4 separate regions of the Sus scrofa genome follow, and regions 2, 3 and 4 are each linked to region 1. The links are chromatin contacts, called in public Hi-C and HiChIP or PLAC-seq maps. All regions are on one chromosome and are shown on one strand. Each heading gives the region's core, a stretch centred on a gene start, on an enhancer-like site or on the middle of the called end of the contact. The rest is flanking DNA. Distances are from core to core; before and after follow the strand shown.

What was found. A called contact is a pair of places that touch in the nucleus more often than the background predicts. HiChIP or PLAC-seq counts read pairs in DNA pulled down with a chosen protein or histone mark.
Region 2: a Hi-C map of skeletal muscle shows a contact between it and region 1, with 13 times the contacts expected there. The contact joins the promoter of CENPX here to the promoter of ARHGDIA in region 1. A contact is called at or near these places in 2 of 5 promoter capture datasets (fetal liver and fetal skeletal muscle), 14 of 47 Hi-C or Micro-C datasets (embryonic fibroblasts, epiblast stem cells, fetal liver and 7 more) and 2 of 2 datasets of contacts at active chromatin or transcription factors (alveolar macrophages and skeletal muscle).
Region 3: a contact with region 1 is called in an H3K27ac HiChIP or PLAC-seq map of alveolar macrophages. The contact joins the promoter of ASPSCR1 here to the promoter of ARHGDIA in region 1. A contact is called at or near these places in 1 of 5 promoter capture datasets (liver), 8 of 47 Hi-C or Micro-C datasets (blood, embryonic fibroblasts, liver and 3 more) and 2 of 2 datasets of contacts at active chromatin or transcription factors (alveolar macrophages and skeletal muscle).
Region 4: a contact with region 1 is called in an H3K27ac HiChIP or PLAC-seq map of alveolar macrophages. The contact joins the promoter of MRPL12 here to the promoter of ARHGDIA in region 1. A contact is called at or near these places in 2 of 5 promoter capture datasets (fetal liver and liver), 9 of 47 Hi-C or Micro-C datasets (blood, embryonic fibroblasts, heart right ventricle and 2 more) and 2 of 2 datasets of contacts at active chromatin or transcription factors (alveolar macrophages and skeletal muscle).

Annotation. Positions count from the first base shown.
Region 1 is chr12:1,111,389-1,114,982 of Sscrofa11.1, forward strand. It overlaps ARHGDIA (Rho GDP dissociation inhibitor (GDI) alpha), which reads left to right and starts at 2,007. Exons shown (of 6, transcript NM_001201384.1): 1 at 2,007-2,053. LOC110255935 (a long non-coding RNA gene) reads right to left here and starts at 1,916. Exons shown (of 2, transcript XR_002336921.1): 1 at 1,814-1,916; 2 at 1-1,581.
Region 2 is chr12:990,024-993,617 of Sscrofa11.1, forward strand. It overlaps CENPX (centromere protein X), which reads left to right and starts at 1,595. Exons shown (of 4, transcript XM_021066397.1): 1 at 1,595-1,727; 2 at 3,476-3,527. The coding sequence starts at 1,698. LRRC45 (leucine-rich repeat-containing protein 45) reads right to left here and starts at 1,488. Exons shown (of 17, transcript XM_021066372.1): 1 at 837-1,488; 2 at 326-387. The coding sequence starts at 1,056.
Region 3 is chr12:1,020,326-1,023,919 of Sscrofa11.1, forward strand. It overlaps ASPSCR1 (tether containing UBX domain for GLUT4), which reads right to left and starts at 1,607. Exons shown (of 16, transcript XM_021066377.1): 1 at 1,430-1,607; 2 at 578-633. The coding sequence starts at 1,531.
Region 4 is chr12:1,202,144-1,205,737 of Sscrofa11.1, forward strand. MRPL12 (39S ribosomal protein L12, mitochondrial) reads right to left here and starts at 1,674. Exons shown (of 5, transcript XM_021066454.1): 1 at 1,433-1,674; 2 at 633-819; 3 at 420-503. The coding sequence starts at 1,506.

The DNA.
Region 1 (3,594 bases), core at 757-3,256:
CTCGCGTGGGGGCTGCCCCCTTGTTCTGGTGCCCCTGTGGGCGCCCATCACATTGTACCAGACACGGTCTGTGTCGCCAGCAGGAGAGGCAGCAGTGGCGGCACGTCTGACACGACGCTGTGAGGGACACTAAGGCTGTGTCTTGAGCTTACTCTTGTTCTGAGGCCTCACTCGGGAGGGAGGCCGAAGGAAGCAGGGAACTGAATCCTCCTCCCCAAAGGGAGGACCCGAGCCTCCTGCCCACAGCGCAGGCATGAGCTTGAATTCCTGCAGATGTCCAAAGACCAAGTCCCTGGTTCCCAGCTTGACCACAGCCTCATACAAAACCCAAAGCCACAACTACCCTGCAGAGGGGCTCCCTGATCCTTGGACACTATGCAAAATAATAAAATTGGTCGTTTCAAGTGGCTAAATTTCATGGCCTGCTTTTACACAGCAACAGACGATGTATGTAAGAGCCTGGTATTTTTTTAAAAAGCACTTGGGGGAGTTCCCGGTGTGGGACCCAGCGAAAACAAATCCGACTAGGAACCATGAGGTTTTGGGTTCGATCCCTGGTCTCACTCAGGGGGATCCGGAGTTGCCCTGACCTGTGGTGTAGGTTGCAGACTAGGCTTGGATCCCGTGTTGCTGTGGCTGTGGTGTAGGCCAGCAGCTGTAGCTCTGATGTGACCCGCAGCCTGGGAACCTCCATATGCCACGGCTGCGGCCCTAAAAAAAGCGAGAGAAAAAAAAAAAAAAAAGAATAAATAGGAGTTCCCCTCGTGGCACAGTGGTTAACGAATCCGACTAGGAACCATGAGGTTGCGAGTTCGGTCCCTGCCCTCGCTCAGCGGGTTAAGGATCCGGCGTTGCCGTGAGCTGTGGTGTAGGTTGCAGACACGGCTGGGATCCTGCGTTGCTGTGGCTCTGGCATAGGCCGGTGGCTACAGCTCCAATTCAACCCCTAGCCTGGGAACCTCCATATGCCGCGGGAGCGGCCCAAAGAAATAGCAAAAAGACAAAAAAAAGACAAAAAAAAAAAAAAAAAAGAATAAATAAAGTAAAAGGCACTTGGGTTACTGGAAAGCAGTTTGGCAGCGAGGCAGGACGCCCGGCTCTGGCGTTGCAGCTTCCAGTAACAGGACGCCTGCGAAGCACATCCCAGGAACCAACCAGCTTGGAATGCTCTGCCTTTGGCCAGCTCAACTTTCTACACAGAAAGCTGACAGTATTCCCCAAACTGGCGCAAGTTGAGACATTTCCAAAAATACTAAGATCAGTATTTCGCAGTTCTATCGCTTCTACCGCCTAACAAGCCGATGCGCCATCCAGGTGAGCGTACGTGACCGCGCCGTGGAGCGGAGGGCTTGGACCCCACGCGGAGAGACGAGCGCTGGGGGCCCTCGGCAGCGCGGGCTCCATCCCGCCGGCCACAAATCACGCGCGCCCCCAGCCCCGGCGCTCCGGGTGGAGACCCCGGGGGACGGTGGCGGCTGAGCCAGGGGCTTCCGGAGTCACGAGCGGCACAGAGCCGCTCCCGATGCTGAGTTTCTCTTCGTGAAGGAGCGCTCCCGGCAGGGCGGCCAAACGCTGACGGGTCTGGAAAGGAAGGAAAGGCAGGGACGGCGCGCTGGTTTCGGGGACGGGGGCTGCCCGACTAGCGCGTCCCCGCGGTGTGACGGCTGCGTGCCCGAGAGACACGCCTGCGCCTCGCGTGCCACGCCCACCGTCCGCGAGCCACTGCCTCGCCCCTTTAGCTTGCGGGTTGACCCGCGGGGACGCCCCGGACCAGGAAACGCAGGTGCCAAAGGGCGCAGAACCCCAACCCTACCGGCCTCCACAGGGCTCCCCGCTCGCTGCCCACGCGGGACGCGCCCACAAGCCGGGATCTCAAGATGGCCGCGGCGCGCTCCCAGCAGCCCCCGCGCACGCATGCGCTCTCCGGAGCCCGCCCGGCGCGAGCGGAAGTCGCGTGATCCCGGAAGTGGCCGGCCGGGCGCGCGCGGGTGGGGCGGCGACGTTCGTCATTCCGTGCGGGAGGGAGCGCGAGAGCGGCGCGGTCGAGGCTCCGGTGAGCGCGGGCGGCGGGGCCGGCTGGTGCGGTGGGCTAGCGGGCGGGGCAGCCGCGGAGGGGGAGGCGGGGGGCCGCGCCTTTGTTCCCGCCGCCCGCCCCGCCCGCCCCGCCCTCCTGCCTGCCCACCCGAAGGGTCTGCGCTGGGCGGGGGCGGCGGTGACAGCGGGCGGCGGCCGGGGCGCCGGGGCAGCCCACGTGCGAATCGGGGACGCCGGAGGAGGGAGGCGGCGGCGAGGGAGCTGGAAGGCGAGAGGTGGGGGCGTAGGGGCCGGGGGCGGGAGCTGGGGATGCACAGAGGTGCAGGCCTCTTTTGTGGTCGCAGCTCGTGCTCAGCGGCTCCCTCCTCGCCGGTGCACGCCAGCCTGCTCCGGCCGGACGCCCACTCGCCTGAGCCGTGTGGCCCCCGCGCCCCACCCCGCGCGCCTGCCGCGCCCTGTCCAGATTGCGGGCCCTGCAGGAAGTGCGCGCCGCGCGATCGCACTTAGAGGATCCTGTCGCCTGCGGCCGCGCTTGAGTGGCGTTAGGGCGTGAGCTTTCTAGAGGAATTCCAGAGGAAGCGACTAGGAGGTCTGGAAATACGGGCCGGGCCCCACCCTGCCTTCGGCGGCCGGGTGGTTCCGGGTCCCCCGCGGCCCTTTGTGAGATCTTGTCCGCGCGCACATCCCGGCTTTGGCTGTCTTTACGGACAACGGCGGCCCTGACCCACCTCCCACACCACCGAGTCGGGTCCGAGCGGGTTTCAGATACTGCTCGGGGATTCCGGGGGGGGTATGCGATGGTCATTCTTAGTGAAAGAAGACCAGTGGCTGCCCTATGCACTGCTCCTCTCTTTGATGGCACTGCTGCGAGCTCTTCTGGGCGAGGATCCCGAAGGGGGCTCCTGAAATTCCCACACGTCTAGAGCAGTTTCCAAATTCTAGGTCTCTGAACCCTCACAGCTGGAGATAAGGTTGGCAGACATTTAGGGTCCCTCGTCCATTTCAGGATTTATCTGTGCGACTCAGGCTAGCCCTGTCATCTGAGCCTTAGGAGAGCCTTGTGTTTGTAGGGTGAGAAAGAACTAACTTGTAGCCTGCACAGACATTTAGGACAGGCCTGAAGGAACAGACCGATCAGCAATAGTCAGTAGGAGGGATCTCTTGAGGTGAGCCCCTGGGCGATTCAGGACAAGCAGCAGGACTTGGTCCTGACCCTGCTAGGTAGGTCTGGGGTGCTGCTGCTTCCTGGAAGCAGGGGAGCTGTCCCTGGTCTTTGCAAGGGGCAGGCTGGGGCCTCTCTAGCCCTGGATACTGTGGACCTGGAATTGGGTCCCCTGAGGTGGGCAGGATGAGGAGGTGAAGGTGGCCCTTCTGGGCCTCGGGAGACTGTTTCCGGGCCCTTTTCGACGTTCTGGCTGTCATGGCCTTCCTGTTACAGAGGATGCGCCTGCTCTTGGGCCCACATGGAGGCTTGGCCACCTGTGGAGGAAGATCCAACACTGATCACCAGTGGGACCTGCAGAAGGGCTAGAAGGGGCGACGCTGGGTTCCTCCAGGCTG
Region 2 (3,594 bases), core at 345-2,844, 120 kb before region 1:
TCCTGGAGTCCTGGGCCGGGCTCCGAACACCCTCATTGGGAAGTGGGTGAGGTCACAGCGAGCTATGGGCGGGAAGCGCGGAATCCTTTCAGATTCTGCTTTCCCTGACCACAGTGGCCCCCTGATGCAGGCTCTTGGTTTGCTGTGGAATGCTCTGGAACTCACATTCCTGCCCTCAGAACACTGGCACACGTGCAGGAGACTGAGAGTCAGTGCGTACAGACACCATCTCTCGCCGCCATCGGGATCCCCGGGCCCCAGGACAACTGCAGCTTCGCTACTCTCCCTGGCCGGGGGGCAGGGCCCTAAGCGCAGATCCACCCACCTTTAGATCCAGAAACCGCACCACGGTGTTGACACACAGTCCCTGCAGCAACATCGTGGCTCCTGTAAGGGACCAGGACAGTCACTCTCCGCTCCTGGTGGCTCCATCAGGGGCAGCTCCCCAGACGGAGGGAAGGGACGAGGGTCCCCGACCAGCCAGGGTTCATGCCAAAAATGAGTCAGTCGCCCCACTCCTGTGTCAGGTTTGACACGCGGCAGGTGCGGAGTCCGGCTGCAGACCCCCCCCCATGCGGACTCTCCTAAGCCAGCTGGCTGGGGGCGCTAAGGTTTTTTCGCTACAGAGAGATGCTCCCCAGTTTCCCGAGTGAATGCTGCTGCTTGCTTTGACTACAGTGAAGGGGAGACTCCCAAAGAAGAGGACAGGCGGGCCACCGAGCACCAAGGCCTGGGGGTGCTGAGCAGCAGGGCAAACAAGCCCAGGGACGCCGACCCCTGCCCGCCCTTCGAAGCTGCAAGGGCTGCTGTGGCCACTGCGGTCCGTCGGTGCCCACCCTCGTCGCTCAGCATGCAGTCACTCAGGACCAGTTCCGTCAGCAGCGCCTCCTTCTGCAGCAGCTTGCCCAGAGCCCTGCAGGTGTCCAGCGTCAAGCTCTGTGTGGCCAGGTCCAGCCGGCCCCGCAGCAGCCCGTGCAGCCGCTGCAGGACGGCCTCCTGGGGCTCGGCCCCGCTCTCCTTGCACAGCCGGCTGTAGGCGCGCTGGAGCTCCTCCATGAGGGAAGGGCTGGCGGGGCTTCCGGCAAAGCTCCCAGACAGGCCTCACCCGGAGGCGGGGAGGCTGGGGAAGTGGGCTGCTGGCTCCTGCTCCCCTGCCCCAGTCCTTGCTGGCTGTAAGCCTCCCCCTGGGGTCTACGGAGAGCCCCCGACAGCGCAGGGGGGCGCACACAGACCCTACGCCCTCAGCAACCGCGGAATGAGGAGCAAACAGTTGCTTCAACTGGCGGGAGGCCCCGAGAGGGCGGGGGCGGGTGATCCTCGGGGTCGCCGAAGCCCAGGATCCGGGAGGAGGATGCTCTCGGGGGCGGGGCGTCTAGCGGAGGGGCCGCTCCCGCCCCCGCCCCAGGCCTCGCGCCTAGGAACCCCGCCCGCTTGCCGCGGGGGCTGGCGGCCGCGGTGCCCCTCAGTATCCAGGAAGAGCGGGGCGCGCCGGGAAGGCCTGGCGGAAACTACGACTCCCAGGACGCTTTGCGGGGGCGGTGCGCTCGCTTAGGACCAATTAGGGCGAGGGAGTGGGCGCGCGCGGCGACCCCATTGGCTGGGGGGCGCAGGGGCGAGGCTTCAGAAGGCGCGCTACGGGTCGATTGGCTGGAGGCGCGGGGGCCGGGCTTCTGAGAACGCACAACTTGGCGGCGGTCATGGAGGAAAGCGGCACGGGCTTCCGGAAAGTGAGCGAGGGACTGCGAGGCGGGGCGGAGCGGGACGGGCTAGGGGGCTCGGGGAAGGCACTGGGAGCGAGCTCGGGGCCCGGCCCCCTGCGTGAGCCACGTGTGGGCCCTAAACCAGTCCCCGTCCTGCCGGCCGGTACCTTCTAGGGTCGGCCCATTCCCAGAATCGGCCACGACCCCCATCCCGCGCGTACTTAGTCCTCCGTGGCCCGAGTGGGTGGGTCGCTAGGCCGGCAGGCTCGGTTCCCAAACCCTTCGGGCTGTGAGTGGTCTCTGGGTTTCGCTTTGTTGCTCTGCGCTAAGGGTAGGAAGCACTGAGCTTTTGATAGCAGCCCTTTGTGTACCTGGGTGAGGACTTCCTTGTCCAGCCAGCCCCTAGTGGGGGAGTTCTCCCTCTTCACCCTGGATGGCCACTTTGCCCAGGCCTAGAAGGAGTTAATGCGTCAAAGGGGAAATCACTGAGGCTGGGCCCTCCCTGCACTGTAATAGCTGCAGAGGGGAGCACTGGCTGGGCCTCCTTCTTGGGATCCTGGGCAGCTCTGGAGTCCTAGCCCTGAGGCCTCGGGCTAGAGCTGGGGTTGCCGTCATTACCCACGAGCAGGCCTGTCCCAGGCGAGGGGCACGGGGCCGGGGTGGGGGGTTGTGGTCCTCCACACAGAGAGACAGAGGCTGACCAAATCCCAGATCTCATGCTGCCCTTTGCAAGCTTGGGGACCCCCCTCTCCCAGCTGGTGCTGGCTCCTTTAGTTGTCAGGGTAAGCCGGTGCAGCAGCTGCTCCCCAGGTGGCAGCCTGGCTCTTTCAGCTCTTCCCTGGAGTCTGGGATCTAGTGGGGCAGCAGGGCCTTCTGGGCTTTCTTGGTGGGACCAGCAGGTGGCGCCAAGCTCGCGCGCTCACTCTGGGAGGGTGCGCGAGGCCGCTGCGACGCTGCCGCAGGTACGGGCTGCTGCAAGCTCTCACCCTCCTGAGCCCTGGCCGGGGCAAGCTCCGCTCCCCGTCACGCGCGCTGCTCTCCCGCTTTGCTCAGCAGCTCTGGGCGAGGCCGTGCCATCTCCCGTGGACAAGGCTGGAGGCCTGGAGGGTCCCAGCACACCTTGCCTGCACAACACCCCGTCTGGGCTCCCCCTGCTGCTGTCCTCTTGGCCCCTCGTTCACAGCCTCTCTCGTCTGGCCTCCACCCTCAGCAACCTTCCCCGGTTCTCATCACCAGCGTCTGCCATCTCTCAGGCCCAGCTGCCCACTGGCTGCTCTACCTGGGCTCCTTGGGTGTGTCCCTCACGAAAATGTTCCGAGCTGAGCTGAGTTGCTGGCCCGAGTCCATCTCCTCTCAGTGGTGCCGTCCTCTGGGGCTCAAGCTCCCCCTTGAGGAGACTGGGCCTTGCCCCGCATTTGGCCCATCCTTGCTGTTCAGGAAGTCCCGCTGGTAGCCTGGGCTCCGTCCCTGACCTTGACCGCCCAGCTCCAAGGTTCCTATGGTGCCCTTCCCCACCAGTTACGGGAAGATGCTGTCCATGTTGGCGTGGACAGACCCGTGAAGGGCTCACAGTGGGAGAGCGCCTCGTCCCTGGGCCAGAAGCACGAAACCACTCTGGTCCCGCCGGGAGCCTCCCAGGGAGCGGTCTCCCCGCTGCCCAGTCCCCAGCCCCGGAGAGAGAGCACTTCTAGTGGCAATTACCAGCCTGTCCCATCCAGGACTCAAAGCCTAAAGGGTGGGGTCAGTGGCCCACCTGACACCTCCTTTGTCCCCAGGAGCTAGTGAGCAAGCTGCTGCACCTGCACTTCAAGGATGACAAGACCAAAGGTGCGCGGACCGGAGGCTGGGGTGGGGGCGGGGGAGGCGGGCAGCCAGGCACCGGGACCCTGCACTG
Region 3 (3,594 bases), core at 357-2,856, 91 kb before region 1:
AGGGGCTCTGAGGCCCCAGAACCCCCTCTCGTTTGCAGGTTTCTTCGAATTTCTCCACGGCCACCTCCTCTCGCCCTCAGAGCCCCACCAGGACCTTACAGCACCAAATGCATAAAAACCCTCTGCAGTGCGCAGAATGGTAACCCCTAGAAGGATCTATCCACCCCCTGACCCCCCAAACTCGTGAGTGTGACCTATGGAAACAAGGCCTTTGCAGAGGGTGATCAAGACCCTCGAGATGACGTCATCCTGCATGACCCGGGAGGCCCTGAATCCACGGACACACGTCTTCATGAGGGACAGAAAGAGAGAGAGACACAGCACACAGGAGCAAGGAGGCAGCGGATGGGGAGGCAGCCGCAAGCCTCGGGTCACCTGGAGCCCCGGAGCTGGAAGAGGCAGGACCAGATCCCCCCAGACCTCTGGAGAGTGCGGCTCCACCAGCACTGTACCGGGGGCTCCTGGCCTCCCAGGGGTGAGAAAGTAGGCTTGTGTCCCTTTAAGCTGGGGAGGGCGGGCTGGGGGAGGGGAGGGGAGCTGGGGAGAGGGGAGAGTCCACAGTGGCCAGAGCACTCACTTCAGGTCGTACTCGTTGGGGTTGAAGTCCTGCCGCCGGCACGTGTCCTCCAGGACCTAGGGGTGAGATGAGGGCATGAGCCACTGCATCCGATGGGCGTGGGGGTGGTAGGCAAGTGACACTGAGGCACCCAGGGCACAATTCGCCCCTTGGAGAGCTGCTTGGCTCTGCCGGACACAGCCCAGTACAAGCCATGAGAGGGACCGACCACTCAAAGGCACGCACGTCTCACTGCGCACTGTCCTCCTCCGCACTGGACCTGCCTTGTCACCCCAGCTCTTGCGGAGGGCCCTGCACACCGGGTCCCCAACAACCCGTCCCCACAGACCTCTTCCCACACACTCAGGGACTCCCCCTCATAGAGAACCAGCTCGAGTGGGTCCTGCCCGCCCCCCCGGGAGGGAGCCCCCTTCTGCGCCCTGCACGCCCAGAGATGTCACCACCGGCTCGGCCCCCGCCGCACCGTGTGCGCGCACGGTCGCCGACACAGCCGCGCTCAGCAGGCACTTTCAACGTGGTAGGCTCGACGTCGGCCGGCTGCCCGGCGAAGTGCCGCCAGTGACTCAGCACAGCCGGCGGCAGCGCACCGCGCCGGAGAGCGTCCCCGGGGTGGGGACCGGGGCTGGGGGCGCCGCCGCCTCCGCCGAGGGCGGCAGGGGCCGCGACCCCCGCCGGCCCCTCAGTGCCGGGGGCCCGGCGCCCGCCGCGCCAGGAGGCCGCCCATTGGCCACCGCAAGCCCCGCCCCGCCGGCTCCGCCCGGCCCCGCCCCCGCGGCCCTCGAAGCAACCGCAGCAGCGGCCGGCGCCGCGCCCCCGACCCCCTCCCGCCGCCCCCCCTGCCCGCGGCCGCACCTGCAGCAGCACGGTGCTCGGCGTCACCTTCACCGTGTGGCGCCGCCCGTTCGGGGCCAGCACCGACACCGCGGAACCCCCGCCGCCTGCCGGGGCCGCCATCTTCCGCTCACGTGACCCGCCGCCGCCCGCCCAGCGTCAAACAACTTTATCCGCTACAGCGGGACGCACGGCCACGCGGGGGCGGGGGCGGGGCCGGGGCGGGGCCAGCGCGCCTCCGGACCCGCCCCTGCCTGGCCACGCCCCCCGACGCTTCCGCTGGGCCCCCGAGCGCCCGCCCAGCAGTGGTCCCGCGAGGTCACCCCCGCGGGGCCACGTGGCCCGGGTCTGGGCTGACCGTGTGGGCCGCGAGCGCACCGAGGCGAGGGCTCCCTGCCCTAGCCCTGCCCCCTTTGGTCCTGAGCTGTGAGATCAGGCCCCGCACCTCTGCCGAGTGAATGCGTGCCGCCTTGAGAGGTGGTGTGAGGGTCAGGGAGCGGCCGCGGGGAAAGGCCAGCCAGAATCTGCAGACCCAAGAGCAGATGCGGTGAAAGTCTACAACGAGCATTCGGTGCCCTCAGTCTTGCAGCTGCTGAACCGCGTGGCAGAACTTGCCCCCCACCCCGACCAATTCCAGCTGCTCAAGTCAGGGGAGGCCGGAGAAGGGAGGCGTAGGGTGTGGGATGGCATGCTGCCACCCTGGTGGTGTGGGTGCTGCTAGGCCTTTGTGTAGCTGACACTTGCGTCTCACAAAAAGCCTGTCCTAACAGAGGGCCGCATGCATATGCTAGAAAACCGGAAAGCCTCCGGGTAGTCACTGCCCCAGGGCCGACCGCACACAGTCCAACAGGCATGCGCCCTGTGCAGCCTCAGTGCCCTAAGCACACATTGCCTGGTTGCCATCAGCCAGACCCCTCCCCTGAGGCTGGGGAGTATCACAGGACCCAGGATGTCAAGTTCGCTGGCTGGGAGCTGACTTCCCTGACCTGCTCCGTCCCCTCCTTCCTGCTCACAGGGACCTCACATCCACCTGTAGCTGAGCATGTGAGGCTTGGGAACGGACACCCTTGGGGCAAATTTTTTTTTTTTCCCATTTTTGGCCGCCCTTCAGTGTATGGGGCTCCCAGGCCAGGGGTCGGATTGGAGCCACAGGGATGACCTAGGCTGCCACTGCGGCAGTTCTAGATACCTAACCCCCTGTGTGGGGCCAGGGATTGAACCCGCATCCCCGTGGCCCCCAAGATGCCAATCCTGTTCCGCCACAGCAGGAGCTCCACTTGGGCAATTCTGACACTGCCTGGTCAAGCGCTCCAGCCCACCCTTCTGCCCCTCAGGACCCCACATGCAGGTCTGCAGCATCCGGTCCCCTCGCACCCCAAGTTGCCCCCAGCCAGGCCTCTTCGGCACTGCGGGGTTTCCTCTAAGGCTCATGTGTGCTGGGACAGGTTTTTCGTGCCTGCTCTCTTGTTTACCGTCTCCGCCAGGGGCAGTCCCATCTGCCTGGTCCTCCACTGGCGGGCATGCAGAGCAGAGCCTGGCAGGGGCCGGTGCTCCGCAGACACTGCTGGAGGAATGACTGTTGATGGGGGGACAAACAAATGCATGGTCCCCCCACATGCGTCTTCCCCTCCTACCGATGCTGCTCGCCGGGCTGGGGTGGAGCGCCCCAGGCGCAGTGTAGTATATGTGTGGGCGCTGGCAGGAGAGGTAGGGAGCAGAACAGACCCGCTCCCTCAGTGGCCTGGCTGGGCTGGGCCTGGTGAAGACCAGACCCTGTGAAGCCAGCCCCAGAGATGACCTCTGGGTGCTGCTCGGCCTGAGCTTGACAAGCCTCCAGAGACAGGAAAGGCCCAGCAGAGTCTCCCCTGAGATACAGGGTTATTTCAGGCTGGAGGTAAAAATTCCAGTGGCTCCACTCCATAGCAGGAAGGACCCTCAACTGGCCCACAGGCAGGTTGCACATAGATAAGAAATCAGCCATTCCTTTCGTGGCTCATCGGTTAATGAACCCGACTAGGATCCATGAGGATGCGTGTTATATCCCTGGCCTCATCCAGTGGCTTAAGGATCCCGCGTTGCGGTGGCTGTGGTGTAGGCCGGCAGCTGCAGCTCCAATTCCCCACCTAGCCTGGGAACTTCCATATTCCGCAGGTGCACCCTAAGACCAACAACAGCAACAACAAAAT
Region 4 (3,594 bases), core at 424-2,923, 90 kb after region 1:
AGATTCGACCCCTGGCCTGGGAACTTCATGTACTGTGTGACCCTAAAAAAAAATTAAAAAAGAAAATCCTCAAACGCAAGATAGGTTTCTCCGTTCAGGACTCGCGGTTTCCACAACCGAGCCTTGAGCCGAGGATGCGGGGCAGCGTCCCCTCCTCCCCACTCTCTCTGGGATCGTGCCCTTGCAACCATCCCTCCTTTTCTCTTCTCCGCTGCCGGGGCTGCTGCTCCTCCGTGCGCTCTCAGGGGCCGGTGGGCAAGCCCGACATCCTCGGCGGGGAGGCCCCACATCGTGTGGGGCCGATGCAGGACCCAGATGAAGGGCGGGTGAGGAGAGAACCTGGCCACCCAAGGCGAGACCGGGTGGGAGCCAGGCACTAGAGCCACAGCCTATGCACGGCAAGCCCGGCCTGCACTCACCTCTGGGGCGGCGGCGGCAGGGGGAGCGCCAGGGGCCACGGCACCCATGGGCATGAACCCAACGTCCTGGATCTTCAGCGTTTTCTGCAGGACAGAGAAAAGCACTCTCAGAAGCAGGCGCCACACTGGATGTGCCTGGTCGCAGCAGGCACAGTCTCGAGGAGCCCCCCACCCCCCGCAAAGGGGCCACGAGGTGGGGCGCCTGGCCAGTACCTTCAGGAGCTCGTTGAGGTCTGAGATCTCCAGGAGCGTAAGGCTGGCAATGTCCTGAACCAGCTGCTGGATTTTGGGGGGATACTCCTTGGGGGCGTTATCCAGGGGGGCCCCAGCAAGAGCCTCCCCCTTTCGATGGCTGCTGCATCTCATCAACCGCACACCGCACAGTCTCGGTCCCTGGTGCCTGAATCCCGTTCAAACAGAGCCATCAGCCTGCACAAGCCAGGCACGCAGGTGCCTCAGGCTCAGATCTAGTTTCCCCGTCCGAACCCAGGGATCTCACACTGCAGGACCCACACAGCTAACAAAAGGGACTTCCAATTACTTTGGACTTTTTCAAAGACCTTAAAAACGCACGTAACTGTTTGCAAAACCGCTCTCTACAACGTTACTTTCGCTTTGGATAAGCTGCACCAATTTGTGGAGACTAGACAAACACTTGAAGGCGCTTTGCCACACAACGCCTTTCAGGACGTGGGGTTCTTGGCGGCCGAACGCCAGCCAGATCCACTCACGGGAGTCCCGCCACGTCACTGCGCTGCCGGGGAAACTGAGGCCCAGAGAGGAGCAGAAACCCGTCCAAGGTCATCCAGGGCCACGCCGGCACGCTCAGCGGCCCACGTGGTTAGGCGGCTGGCAGGAAGGACCCTTGCGCCCTCTACTCCTGCAGGGACCAGCCGCTCGAGGAGGGGGGCAGCCAGCCAGCCGCCCAAGACGCCGCCCCCACCTGCACCTGCAGTGTCCGGCCGAGAGCACCCACACTGCCCGTCCGCCCGGGCCTCGGCAGCCCGCGGTACCTGGCGACGCGGAGCGCAGCGGCCCGAAGCCCGAAACACGGCCCCCACAGGGAGCTTGCAGCCGCCGGCAGCATCGCTCCGCAGGCGGGAAGGTCACACGCGGGTCCCAACAGGAGGGACTCCCTAGCGGCCTCAGCCACCAGGCATTCAAGCTAGAAAGGACGCTCTAGCCGGCTGGACAGCCGAGCTGGGGGTAAGACGCTCTAGCCGGCTGGGTCGTCGGAAACACAAACTCTATCCTTCCGGACCACCGAGCATACGCGCTGCGGGAGGACTCTCTAGCCCCCGGAGCCAAAGGGCACATGCGCTGAGGGGAGACGCTCTAGCCGACCAGACGGCCGAGCATTAGCGCTGAGAGGACACTCTAGCTGGCTGGAGTATACGAGCGGAAGGCCGACCTTTTAACCAGCCGGACGGCTGAGCATACGCTTTGGGGGCGCTCTAGTCGGCGGGACCGTTGAGCCGAAGCGCTGGGGGGGATTCTCTAGCCCCCAAAACCAACAAGCATAAAAGCTGAGAGGACACTCTAGCCCCGAGAAGGAAAGAGCATACGAGCTGAGGGTCGACGCTCTAGCCGGCCGGACCTCCGAGCATACGCGCTGCGAGAGGACTCTCTAGCCCCCAAAACCAACGAGCATAAAAGCTGAGAGGACACTCTAGCCGGCTGGAGCAGACGAGCTGAGGGTCGACACTCTAGCCCCGAGAAGCAAAGAGCATACGAGCTGAGGGTCGACGCTCTAGCCGGCCGGACCTCCGAGCATACGCGCTGCGGGAGGACTCTCTAGCCCCCAAAACCAACGAGCATAAAAGCTGAGAGGACACTCTAGCCGGCTGGAGCAGACGAGCTGAGGGTCGACACTCTAGCCCCGAGAAGGAAAGAGCATACGAGCTGAGGGTCGACGCTCTAGCCGGCCGGACCTCCGAGCGTAGGCGCTGCGGGAGGACTCTCTAGCCCCCAAAACCAACGAGTATAAAAGCTGAGGGGACACTCTAGCCCCGAGATTCAAAGAGCATACGAGCTGAGGGTCGACGCTCTAGCCGGCCGGACCTCCGAGCATACGCGCTGCGGGAGGACTCTCTAGCCCCCAAAACCAACGAGCATAAAAGCTGAGGACACTCTAGCCGGCTGGAGCATGTGCGCTGAGGGTGTACGCTCTAGCCGGCCGGACCGCCAAGCATACGAACTGAGAGGACGCTCTAGTTTGCTGGAGCATACGAGCTGAGGGCCAAGGATCTAGCCCCTAGAAACAAAGAGCATACGAGATGAGGGTCGACACTCTAGCCGGCCGTACGGTCGAGCATATGCACTGGGGGGAAAACTCTCTAGCCCCTAGAACCAACGAGTTGAGAGGACACTCTAGCCAGCTGGAGTATACGAGCGGAAGGCCGATCTTTTAACCGGCCGGACGGCTGAGTGTACGAGTTGGGGGGCGCTCTAGCCGACCGGACCACGAGCATGAGAGCCGGGGCCCGATTCTCTAGCCCCCAGAACCAACGAGCATACGAGCTGAGAGGACACTCTAGCCGGCTGGAGCAGACGAGCTGAGGGTGGACGCTCTAGCCCGTCGGACCGAGCATATGAACTGGAGAACGACTCTCGAAGCCCCCAAAACCAAGGAGCATACGAGCTAGGGAGCGGTGGAGGGTAGACGCTCTAGTCGGCCGGACCGCTGAGCATAAGCGCTGGGCGATTCTCTAGCCCCCCAAGACCAACGAGCATAAAACCTGAGAGGACACTCTAGCCGGCTGGAGAATACGAGCTGAAAGGACGCTCTAGCTTGCTGGCGCATACGAGCTGAGGGTCGACACTCTAGCCCCGAGATGCAAAGAGCATACGAGCTGAGGGTCGACGCTCTAGCCGGCCGGACCTCCGAGCATACGCGCTGGGGGAGGACTCTCTAGCCCCCCAAACCAACGAGCATAAAAGCTGAGGACACTCTAGCCGGCTGGAGCATGTGCGCTGAGGGTGTACGTTCTAGCCGGCCGGACGGCCAAGAACATGACCAAAGAGGACCGTACGAACTGAGAGCGGACACTTTAACACCCAGAACCCAAAGAGCACACAAACTGAGGGTAGACACTCTAGCCGACCGGACTGCCGAGCATACGGCTGCGGGAGAAGTCTCTAGCCCCCAGATCCAACGAGCATACGAGCTGAAAGG